4 separate regions of the Mus musculus genome follow, and regions 1, 2 and 3 are each linked to region 4. The links are chromatin contacts, called in public Hi-C and HiChIP or PLAC-seq maps. All regions are on one chromosome and are shown on one strand. The core of a region is the stretch at or near the end of the contact, and the rest is flanking DNA. Distances in the headings are between cores, read along the strand shown. Region 1 holds the start of Trip11 (thyroid hormone receptor interactor 11). Region 2 holds the start of Golga5 (golgi autoantigen, golgin subfamily a, 5). Region 3 holds the start of Itpk1 (inositol 1,3,4-triphosphate 5/6 kinase). Region 4 holds the start of Dicer1 (dicer 1, ribonuclease type III).

Region 1 (2,952 bases), core at 167-2,666, 2.8 Mb after region 4:
AAAAGGAGATTACAGTTGCTAAACTTTTCAGTCATTCATGAACCCAACTAAATTCATGTCACTCATCACTCATCATTCTAGACGGAATAAAAGCCAGAGTCCTGTTCATGGGCTACTGGGCCCTTGGGACTCAACTTCTTCATGCCTTCTGGGTCCATACTTACAAATATTCCCCAATTCATTCTTAAGCCATCCTTGCCTTCTTATAAATTCTCAAAATTGCCAGGGGCCTCCAGCCAAAGGGACTTTATTATACTCAGTTATGTCTTATTGTCTAGATAAGCTATATGGGAGCGCCCCCCCCCCATAGCTGTATCTCTCACTTGCTCATTTCAAGTCTCTATGCAAGATTATCTTATTGTGGAGTCCTCAGCCATTTTCTACATCCCCAGGGCTCAACCTACTGTGGCATGCCCATACTCTCCTTACCTTACCCTGTTTTACTTTCTCCCTAACATTCCCTAGTGCCCAGAATTAACAGTAGACATGTTAAATCATTTGACGACTATATATACTACACTTAAAAACACTGTATTGGGCATGATGGTACATTCTTGTAATCCAGTACTCATGAGGTAGAAGCAGAAGGGTCATCAGTTCAAAACCAACCTGGATTATAGGAGAGCCTATCTCAAACAAGGGCTGAGGATGTGGCTAAGCCGAAAAGCCTCAATGCCTGTACAAGTCTCTGGATTTGATCTTCAGCACCAAAAATTCTCCATCATTCAAGCTGAAAGTGTAGCTCGTCAACCCCACCCCCAATGACAGTGTTCTGGCCTGCTGCTTCTCTTGGGTGTGTGTCTTTTCTTCATTTTCTTGTCTTCCTTACTACTAGCCACGTGTCTCTGTCCAATTCCTTGTTCTGGGACACGGAAGCTGAAAAACCCTCGGAGGCAACCCCTAAATTCAAATAGATATCTGGTGAAAATTATTCAGAGAGGGATCATTTGAGAGGCGGTCATGGGATCCCACAATCCTTTAAGTGCATGGTAACTGAAAACAAACACCAAAACAAGGGTTTTCTGCCTGGACATTTGAATTGCAACCCGCTTTTTCAGCTTTGTAGCCTCGTTTCCAACCCTCTGGCACGGATGCTCTTATATCCGCAGACGCTGGATAATAGAGTAATGCAGATGGATTGAGGTTGCTTCCCTGTGGGGTGGGACGACCCTATCGAATCCTAGCGATGCAATAGCTCTTGTAGACAGGATCAGAAGGCACTGTCAAGGGTTACTTCCTCTTACAAACAAAAGCAGCTGCGCAGGTGGGAAGAGCCACCGCCGCCGCCACTGCCTTTTCGGTCTCCACCTAAAGTTCCGCAGGTTACGCGGAAGTCACGGATCTGGCTGGCCCATTTACTTGGTCCTCCGCGATCCCACGGTCCTTCGCGCCCGGGACGCCTCTGGCAGCGGCCCTTCTACGCTATCGCGAAGCTTCTCTATGGTCACTGCCGCTTTCCCGGCAGTGTCATGGCGGCCGGCGTTGAGTTGGCAGGACTGGCCCACGAAACTGAGGAAAGTCAGTAAAGCTGAGAAAGAAGTAGTGCAGCCGCACGGCGGGAAGCCGTGGGAATGAGCAGAGGCCTCGCGGGGCCCACGGTGTCCACAACGGCGAACCCTTGGTGAAGCGTCAGGCCGGGCCTCGGCTTTCTGACGCGGCCGTTGGTGGGAGTGCCGTGTCCTGCGAGTCCTCAGCGTCTGGATCCGCACCAGCTTCGGCGTCCAGGGACATTTGGAGAGGACGTGTCCACCCGCAGCGATGTCGTCCTGGCTCGGGGGCCTCGGCTCCGGCTTGGGCCAGTCTCTCGGTCAAGTAGGGGGCAGCCTGGCTTCCCTCACTGGCCAGATTTCGAACTTCACGAAGGATATGCTGTTGGAGGGCACGGAGGATGTGCCAGGTAACAGCTGGAGCGAGGGCGGTGGGGCTCGGTTGGGATCCACTTGGTTCCGGGTCCGGTCGGTCGGCAGACGCGGACGGGTCCCGAAGGAGTCACTCCACGCTTTTTTCTCTGCTCTCCTCCCTTTACCTCCGTAGCCGCTTTTCCAGCCTTCAGGACCACGGTGGAGAATTCTGGACCTCTCCCCTCATTGAATACGCTGGATAGCTCAGCGAAGTGGACCTGCTGTTTCTATGCCGAATAGGGTTATTTGGGTGGCCCATGCCTATTACTTACTTCGCCCATAGTTTGGGGGCTGATCTCACTTTGATCCTATTCCTTTAGTATGACAACTAAAGTATGGCAATTGCCCTCCTTCCCCCCAAATACTTTGTAACATTAATTACTCAAGATTAAACACTTGATCTGGCTTTAGCACGTTGTTAGGGGAATAGGGCTGTTTTTCTATTCAATTGTTTTCTAATTTTGCTCATCTTGAAGACACTTTGCAGCTGAAAACGTAGTTTTGTGTAGGATGGCACATTCTCCCATACTTTTGGAGAACTTTATCTTTTGAGAATCTTACCTACCTTTACTCACTTTAAAACTTGAAAAATATTGTGGTGTCTCTGTCTGTCTGTCTGTCTGTCTCTCTGTGTGTGTGTGTGTGTGTGTAAATGATGCACATATGCATGAGTGTCTACCTCATCGCCCGTGTGTGGAGGCCAGTAGACAACATTGTGGAGTTCTCTTTTCCCCTTTAGGTGGAATTTGAGGATGGAATTCCTTTTACTTTGCTTGAACGACAAACACCTTTACTCACCCATTCACCTGGCCAGGCTCCTTCCCTTATTTTTGAAGTCATCATCTTGCCGTCCTAATGAATAGTGACCTAGAATTCGATTGTAATCAGTGGTTAGGTTAATTACTCTTCCGATTTCTTGACATTTGTTAAGCAAGGAAGTGAGGAGATCCAGCCTCTAAGAGCACTGGCTGCCCTCTCAGAGAACCCAGGTTCTATTCCCAGCACCCAGTGGCAGGTAGCTAGCTCACAACTTCATTCTGTTTTCAGAGAC
Region 2 (2,700 bases), core at 73-2,572, 2.3 Mb after region 4:
CTTGGGCTTTCTTCACTAAATTGGCATCAGAGTTGTCTTTCCTTCCCTTCTATGCTAGGTCTTTTTATTCTGTGTGCATGCCCTTCTTTTGCCTTACACTGCTTCAGGTTGTTGCAACTGTTGTTTTAAAACATGTCTCTCCCTGCTGGGGAAGGGGGAGTGGGTGGATACACACAATGCCTGGTTTGCTCAATGATAAATTCCAATTCTAGCCCACACACAGGCACTCCTAGAAACACTACTGAAGTAATTCATCCTTATATGTCAAGTGTTGTGCAAACACTATCACTAAAAATAATATAATATAAAAATAAAATAATAAAAATAATATAGTAACATAATGCTCAGCTACATTATATGGCAAACTGTAAAGTCCTTTAGAAACAAATAAAGATGGATATGGCTTAGAAAGATCCTGGAACTTCGATGGCACCTCAGACACTGGAATCTAGGTCAACCTAGAGGTAAACCCACCTTTTAACCTCTCCGCTCTAACCTCGTCGGAAGTTAACTGTTTCAACACACTCTTTAGGAAACCCATTTAAGTGTGTATTTCAATTTATGAGAAACCAAATGAAAAAGGAATGTAACATGCCTTCTGACTTATAAAACGTTACACAAGCTCGATGTAAAAATTAGTGATGAGCGAGAGAAAAGTAGCTCTCCTAATAAAAAAAAGCCTGAAGACAATTAATGTCTTGCCTCCCATCTGAAAGTTAACGGGGCTTTAAAACATATCTTTCACGTGGATCGTAGACACTAAACCTGAGCTCTTATCTCAGTGACAGACTCCAAGAGGGGACTTCCCGTGGTGCAAAGCCACCGGGAAGGTCAGATGTCACACAGAGGCGGGGGTCAGGGGTCAGGCCCGGCGGTGTGACCACGGGTCCCCGAGAGGCGAGAACACATCGTACTGGGTCCCCAGAGCAGAGTCGGGGTGGAGGGCGGGTCAGCCTCGGTATCCGGAGGCTACGGGGCTCTGGCATCCCCTTCCTTGTCCCTGAGCGAAGACGAGCACGACAGCGCTCGGGAAAGGCGGAGACCGGGTCCCGCAGGCCAAGCCGTCCCGCCCGCGGCCTGGTCGCGCCTCACCTGAGGACGCCGAGCGGCAGCACCGCGGCCTCGTCGCCCGCCCGGGCCGCCACAGCAGCCCGCTGCTCCCGGACCTGCCGGCTAGCTCTTCCGGGAGACGTGGAAGGGCGGCGAGGACCTCAAAACAGAGTGGCCAACGAGCTGCCTGAGTGGCCGGAAGCTGAGCGCCGCCGGCCGCCTAGCAGGTCACTCAGGCGGCGGCGCCGGCGGCCGCGGGGCCCTAGCGCCAGGCCACGCCCCCTTCCGTCTGCCGCCGAACCGGGTGCCGCGCCAGCGTGCGTGTGACGTAACGCCGCCGGCACGCGGCCTCCACAACATTGCGGAGCACGCCCACAACGGGGGGCAGGGTCCCGAGCACCACAGGGGCGGGCCCAAGCCAAACTGGGCGGGGCATGAGCCGGCCCAGGCCTCTGAGCTCCTCCTCCCTTTCAAAAGTTTTACACGTGAGGATTTCGAGGCAGAGACTGGAACTGTCTAATCCCTGGGCCTGTGGGATGGTTCAGTAAATAGAGTACATAGATAAATAGCCAGGACTAACGGCCTGAGTTCTGAGTTCTGAGTTCATTCACAAAGCACACACACACACACACACACACACACACACACACACAAATTAAAAATACAAGGGCTGTGGAACAACATTATGAACTAACAGTACCCCGGAGCTCTTGACTCTAGCTGCATATGTATCAAAAGATGGCCTAGTCGGCCATCACTGGAAAGAGAGGCCCATTGGACTTGCAAACTTTATATGCCCAGTACAAGGGAACGCCAGGGCCAAAAAGTGGGAGTGGGTGGGAGGGTATGGGGGACTTTTTGGGATAGCATTGGAAATGTAAATGAGAAAAATACCTAATTTTAAAAAAACTGGGAAAGGGGATAACATTTGAAATGTAAACAAAAAAAATATCCAATTAAAAAAAAAATACAAGGGCTGGAGAGGTGGCTCAGTGGTTAAGAGCACTGGCTGCTTGCTCTTCCAGAGGTCCTGAGGTCAATGGCTCACAACCAACTGTAATGGGATGGGATCTGGTGCCCTCTCCTGGTGTGCCTGAGGGCAGCTACAGTGTACTCATATAAATGAAATAAATCTTTAAAAGAAAAAAAGAATACAATTTAAAGGGATGGGGTGAAGAACTCGGGAAGGGGGGACCAGTAAGGGGGGCAACATTTGGAATGTAAATACATAAAATAGTATAAGAAAAAAAATAAAAGAATACAATTTTTTAAAAAGAACCTGCTTTCAAGTGACAGAGATGGATTTTGCCTAAACTAATGAATCAACAATAGTTCAGAGCCTTTTGTAAACCAAGAGAAACAGGGAGAAGTATCCCGAGGTAGGAAAATAAGTCAGTTTGTGAGGGTTCCTTGTAGAAAAGATAACTTGAACTGAGACTATTATTCAATAGTGCTATAGTTATATTTTGCATACAGCTCACAGACTTTTTGAAATGGGTTTTTAAAAAGAAAATCTGTGTTCAATAATTCACTGAAGGCTACATCTACTGGGTAAACAGGACCAGGCTAATTTCGCCAACTGAAAAGCCTATGGTAAATTCTCAAGTAAGTGCGTTTGGGCATTGAGGAAACTAAGACTCAGAGATGTTA
Region 3 (2,968 bases), core at 414-2,913, 2.0 Mb after region 4:
TCCAATTAAAGAAAAATTAAACTCACTAGATCTTATTTAAAGAAGCACCCAGGCTCCACAGTAGGGGAGCAACTGAGCTCCACTCTGGCAACAAGGAAAGATGGGAAGTCACTGCCAAGGAGCAGAGTGGAACATCTGTGGGTGGAGAATTTCTGAGCAAAACCACCAGGGCTCCTGGGATTCTGGCTCAATTTACTTGACAGGATTATTATTATTATTTACATTTATTTATTTGTGTGTGTATATGCCACAGCATGAGTGTCAGTCAAAGGAAAACATGGACTTAGTTCTCTCCATCTACGCTGTGGAGAATAGAACTCTCGTTGTCAGGTTTGGCCACAAGTACCCTTACCAGCTGAGCCATCTCAGCAGCCCCACTTGACAGCATTCTTACTGCAGACAGGCCGCAGTGATCTGATACCAGGGATGGCGAACTTTTCTGACTCAGGAGGTTTCTTGCTAAAACTGAACCAAGGGGGACCAAGGACACTGCCCAAGGTCAGGATCTAAGCCGGAAAAAGGGACTTGGTGTAACTCCTCAAGTCTGGTCAAGGCCCGTTTCTGTCACTTTACTAACAGCTTTCATTTCTTCAAGCCTTTTCTCATCTCAGATCTTCAAAAATTGTCTTTATTTCCAAAGCCAGATAAAATGTCTTTCTTTACACACGGGAACCCATTTTTTTTTCCCTGTCTGTGTCTGGGGAGAGCCTCCAATTTCTCCTCCCAATGCCTAAAGCATAGGCTGGAGATGGCTGGAATGCTAAGTACTGTCCCATAGGCCGGGGTAGAGCAGGTGGCTCAGAGGATCCAAAGCACTAAGTCAGACGCCGAGCTACGTCCCTTCACCTAGCAAAGAAAAGGCTCTCCTGAAGATGCTATGTGCACTCTGGCTGCTTCTCTCCCTCCGCTGAAAGGGACCCCAGAGTGTGAACCTGGGGCAGTTGTGGAGATAGTACAGGACAATTGCAACGAATTGCCTCTGGGGGCAATCCCCGCTGTGCTGCCAAGGAGCAACGAAGCCCAGTGGTTTGGCCGCCCTCCAAGATAGACACAAGGCGCCCACACCACGACTCCCTCACCCCACTCTGCCCTGGCCACCATCCAGCACCCCGCCACTAGCGGCGGCGCCTTTAAGACTCATTGGCGCCCCCTGGCGGTAACCGGCGCTTCCTCCTCCGGGAGCTCTGCCCCAGGCCCCGCGTGTGCGTGGCGTGTGCGCGGGCGCTGGGGCAGGAAGGGCGGGGGACACGGCGGCGCGCTCCCCGAGGGGGTCCCCGCGCGTCCGAGAGGCACGCGCGGGCGAACCCTCGCCGCGGGAGGGCGTGCTCCAGCTCGGGCTCGAGGCTCGGGTGCGGTCTCGGGCGGCGGCCCGGGATCCCTAGAGTCCTCGAGCGGCGCACGGTGCTGCGGGGCGCACGTCCCTGCGCGGGCGAGCCCCGCGGGGCGGAGGGGGCGGGGCGGCGGCGGGGCGCGCCCACCCGCGGGGCCCAGCCAGTGGCGCGGCGCGCTGAGCCTCCGCCCCCCAGCCGCCGCCCCGCCCCGGCCCGCCCCGCCCGCCGCCCCGCCCGGTAGGACCGCGCGCTGAAGCCCGCTCCGCGTCCCCGCCGCCGCCGCCGGAGGAGGTGCCCGCACGCTCGCGGCGCGCGCCGGCCCCACACGCTCGGCCTGTGGGCAATTTCCTCCGGACCCAGGCTCCCGGGCCGAGGAGGAAGAAGATGCAGACCTTCCTGAAAGGGAAGAGAGTTGGCTACTGGCTGAGCGAGAAGAAAGTCAAGAAGCTCAATTTCCAGGCCTTCGCGGAGCTGTGCAGGTGAGGAGGGACGCGGCTTGGGGACCCCCGCGGCCCGAGCCTGGTTACCCTCGGCGGGCGCGGGGCAGACGACGGCGACCCGGGAAGGAGCGGCGCGCGCTGAGGGCTGGTTCGGAGCAGCAAGGTGGCCGCGGGGGGCCGCGGGCTGTGTCCGAGGGGAGCGTGGCCGCTGTGGGCGTTGGGTTCGGACCGCGGCTCTCAGGTGCACTGGGGTCGTGCCGGGAGATCCCTGGCCGTCCAGGGTGGTGGGACCCGGGAAATCGGGGAGTCCACGCCAGCAGTCAGGGGTTAGAGGGTACTTTTGGACTGGTGTGTTTTTCTTCCTCCCTCTTCTTCCCCTTAGTAGAGCAGGATACCGGCGTTTGTGTGGAGCCTACTACGTGCCTCGCGTGTGCACGGCTCCTGAAGCTGTCATTGCATATCAGCCGGCTTAAGCCCAGTTGAAATGAGTAGCGATACTTGGCTTGTCTGTGGTGATTTGCTGTCTCATTAGAGCCTCGCAGCAGCCTCGCAAATTAGCCAGGATGGTGATTCTGGGCCACGTGTCTTAGAAGAGGGACACCTACCAGCAGAGAGGTGGGGTACCTGCCTTGTAGTCCCAGGGCCAAGGAGTGGCAGAGCATAGAAAGTGATGGGTGGACCCACGTAGGGTAGAATTGTCTTCTGCCATTCCGGCTGAGCACCTCGTTCTCCCTGCGCTGGTGCTTCAGTGGCAGAGACCGAGGGCTTTGATGGAGCTTGCTCTTAATACATTACAGAAGTGCTGGGTTCCTAGAGTCAGGTGTGCCTTGCCTCTCCGCAGAGCTATTGGTTACAGCTTCTCAATGAAAGCCTAAGAGAATCCAGCCCCCACACCCCATCCCCGAAGCCTTTTGCAAACTCCGGGTGGAAACCTTTTGTTAGGTAGTCTTTTCACTTAGTAGATTTGACTTTTGAAAATGGACTTCACTTGTAGTTCCATCCCTGGTGGGTGCCCCGAATTTTGGAGAATTGAACAGTTGGGCTTCCATTATCCCTTGGTGCACAGGGGTTAGTTAGCAGTCTGAGCTGGCACATAGAGGCCGCCCTGGCAGCACTGCCTTGCCCCTCATGGCTGTCCAAGAGCCTGCTGCTTCTCTGCCCCAGGCAAGCCTTACAGGCCCTCCTTGACCACAACTG
Region 4 (2,700 bases), core at 113-2,612:
TTTTTTTTGAAAGACAGCCGAGGATGTGGTGCACGCCTTTAATCCCAGTGCTTGGGAGGCAGAGGCAGTTGGATCTTTATGAGTTCAAGGCCAATTTGGTGTACAGAGCAAGTTCCAGGACAGCCAGAGCTATACAGAGAAACATTGTGTCGAAAAACAAAACAAAACAAAACAAAACAAAACAAATGGACCATATTGCCTCCAAGTTAAAGGTAAAGAAATCAGAAACATCTGCTAATGGACAAGGAGTTAGTCTTTAAAAAAATATCTTTTTTTTTTCCCGAGACAGGGTTTCTCTGTGTAATAGCCCTGGCTGTCCTGGAATTCACTCTGTAGACCAAGCTGGTCTCGGACCCAGAAATCCGCCTGCCTCTACCTCCCAAGTGTTGGGATTAAAGGCGTGCCCCACCACGCCCGGCGTGGCACACACGTTTAAACCCAAAAATTGAGAGGCAGAGGCAGGCGGAGTTTGAGGACAGCCTGGTCTACATAGTGAGACCTACTTTCGAAATAACAGTAATAAAAAAATTGAAACAAATGACACTAGTATTTATTCAAATAAACAAATCACTTGCACTTATTAAAGATTAGCCTTAATTTGGAGAGGTAACAACCACTACGTGGGACTGTTGGACATAGTTCAGACGGACAGGTAAGCGCTTCCAGTGGCTGAGAGAAGCCCGGGGCTAGAAGCGTCCATCCCTCACCTGGAGTACCAGTCTATTCCGGAGTCTTTTTCCAAGATGCCTACACGGAGGTGGGGGAGGGTCCTACACTAAGATGGTTTTCTTTAAGTCGGTCTCTTTACTCCTCTGATCTCAGCAAGAAGACGCAGCAGAAAGCTCAGCCTTATAAAACCAAGTTTGCACGCCGCGGGCATTTTCTGGTTATTCAAGTTGGTTTTGAGGGCTGCCCAAAGAGATCAGTTCTTTGGACCAAAAGAGCGGTGCAGCGGGGCTTGCGGATGGGGGCGATGTGTGCCATCATCAGGAAGGGAAAGGAGCCGGGAGCTGGGACTGCGTAGCCCCAGCGGCGCGTTCAGGATTCCGGCCGGCCGGCAGGCTGGCTGACTGCGTTGCAGAGCTCGGTCTTCGCATTGGGCCTCCGACGCGGCCTCGGCCCGAGTCTGCTGTCTCCCGGCTTCTGAGTGGCTGGGGGGCCGGGGTTAACCTTTCACCTCCGCGCTCCGTCCAATCACAGGACGGCTTTCATGCGGCCGCGGGGCGAGCGAGCGAGGGGGCGCGGAGCGGCGGCGCGACGCCGGTGGGATTCTCCAAGCCGCTGTGCGCCGTCGCCGCGGGCCGAGCGCGGGCTGCGGGCGAGCAGGGCGCTGCGCAGTCTCCGCAGGCGCGGGCGGGAGGGGTCGGGGCGCGGCGCGGTGCGGCGCGGGCGGCTCCGGGCCCAGGTGAATGGAGTAACCTGACAGCGGGAACGAGACGACGGCGAGCGGCAGGAAATGGCGGCGGCGGCGGCGGCGCCGGGCGGCACCGGGAGGCCTGGGCTGTGACGCGCGCGCCGGAGCGGGGTCCGATGGTTCTGGAAGGCCCGCGGCGCCCAGTGCTGCAGGTGAGGCGGGCTCCCTGCTGGGCCGCTTTGTGTCCGGGCCCGGGGGACGGCGATGCCCGGCCCGCCTCTTGCGCGAGGCCCGCGCGGGCGCCGGGAGCAGGCCGCGACGCCGAGCCCGGGCAGAGAACTGTCCACGCGGGCCTCTCCGCACCCCCGCCTTAGGAGGAGCGGCCTTTGACAGGTCCCGTTCCGCGTTCGAAGCCCGGGAGAAGACAGGAGGTATCCACGCGGGCCGGCGTCTCGGGAGCGACCCGGGCCTGCCAAATGGCGCGGGACCCCTGGATGCCTCCGAGGATCTGGAGGGGGACAAGGCCTCAGCGAGGTGCGGGCTGGAGCCCTGGGAAGGACTGTTGTGTGTTTATTGGCAGGTGACCAAGGCTGGCCCTAGGGGGTGGGTGGCCCAGGCCATGTTTTGTGCCCCTCCCCTTTTAGGTCGTCTGGACCTTGCGAAGAAGGGTCTTTGCTTAAGGGGCTTTCGTTCAGCCAAATCTGTGTGCATCTCCAGCCAGCACACCAAATTGGTGTGGATTGCCTAGCAGAGATGAGCTGCCCTTGTGACTTTGCCTTCAGGACAGAGCCAGTGTCCTGAAGACTTGCCCAAATGGATGACTGGGAGTCTATGATCTGTAATAGTCCTTGCTTTTATGAGTAGACTTGTGATTAAAGGGTTAGTTACCGATATATGATGCCCTAAGTATTATGGTGATCAAGTGTTGAAAGACGTCATCGGGTGAAAGAGACTTACTTGGGAGTTCGCTCCTGAGTTTCTGAATCTTTGATTGTTAGTTTTCTGAGGAACCTCACTGTAAGTCAGTAGGAAAGGATGCAGTTCAAGAGTTAAGCAACTTGAGATATGTTTTTCAAACCTGTTGTAAAGTAGGATCGCTGAGTTGGAAATTCATTGGTATAAACATTTTAAGTTTTCTAGGCAAAAATTTTCATGGTAACCAAGGACCTGAAATGTAACCGAAAGGTGAATACTGGGTGAGGCTTGTAGCAAGCAGTAGTTTGGGTGTTTTTGGAAATATCTTTTTGATATCTTTGGGGACTGAGTTCTGGAATAATCTGTTTCACTTTTCAGGCTACCTGTGAAACATGCAGTGTGTAATATAAACAGTGCACAATATCATGACT

The links. Hi-C and Micro-C count contacts between places; a contact is called where the count stands out from the background. HiChIP or PLAC-seq counts read pairs in DNA pulled down with a chosen protein or histone mark.
Region 1: a Hi-C map of B cells shows a contact between it and region 4, with 5 read pairs. The contact joins the promoter of Trip11 here to the promoter of Dicer1 in region 4. A contact is called at or near these places in 2 of 39 promoter capture datasets (liver and pre-B cells) and 1 of 484 Hi-C or Micro-C datasets (B cells).
Region 2: a contact with region 4 is called in a Hi-C map of CD8 T cells, with 4 times the contacts expected there. The contact joins the promoter of Golga5 here to the promoter of Dicer1 in region 4. A contact is called at or near these places in 2 of 39 promoter capture datasets (liver and pre-B cells) and 2 of 484 Hi-C or Micro-C datasets (CD8 T cells and muscle stem cells).
Region 3: an H3K27ac HiChIP or PLAC-seq map of embryonic stem cells shows a contact between it and region 4, with 8 times the contacts expected there. The contact joins the promoter of Itpk1 here to the promoter of Dicer1 in region 4.

Annotation. Positions count from the first base shown.
Region 1 is chr12:101,911,635-101,914,586 of GRCm38.p6, reverse strand. Trip11 (thyroid hormone receptor interactor 11) reads left to right here and starts at 1,416. Exons shown (of 21, transcript NM_028446.1): 1 at 1,416-1,897. The coding sequence starts at 1,759. Gm20036 (predicted gene, 20036) reads right to left here and starts at 1,920. Exons shown (of 2, transcript NR_152255.1): 1 at 610-1,920.
Region 2 is chr12:102,467,756-102,470,455 of GRCm38.p6, reverse strand. It overlaps Golga5 (golgi autoantigen, golgin subfamily a, 5), which reads right to left and starts at 1,322. Exons shown (of 13, transcript NM_001199004.1): 1 at 1,093-1,322. It overlaps Gm30198 (a long non-coding RNA gene), which reads right to left. Exons shown (of 3, transcript XR_381856.1): 3 at 2,580-2,700.
Region 3 is chr12:102,703,564-102,706,531 of GRCm38.p6, reverse strand. Itpk1 (inositol 1,3,4-triphosphate 5/6 kinase) reads left to right here and starts at 1,663. Exons shown (of 10, transcript NM_172584.3): 1 at 1,663-1,810. The coding sequence starts at 1,716.
Region 4 is chr12:104,750,614-104,753,313 of GRCm38.p6, reverse strand. Dicer1 (dicer 1, ribonuclease type III) reads left to right here and starts at 1,362. Exons shown (of 27, transcript NM_148948.2): 1 at 1,362-1,566.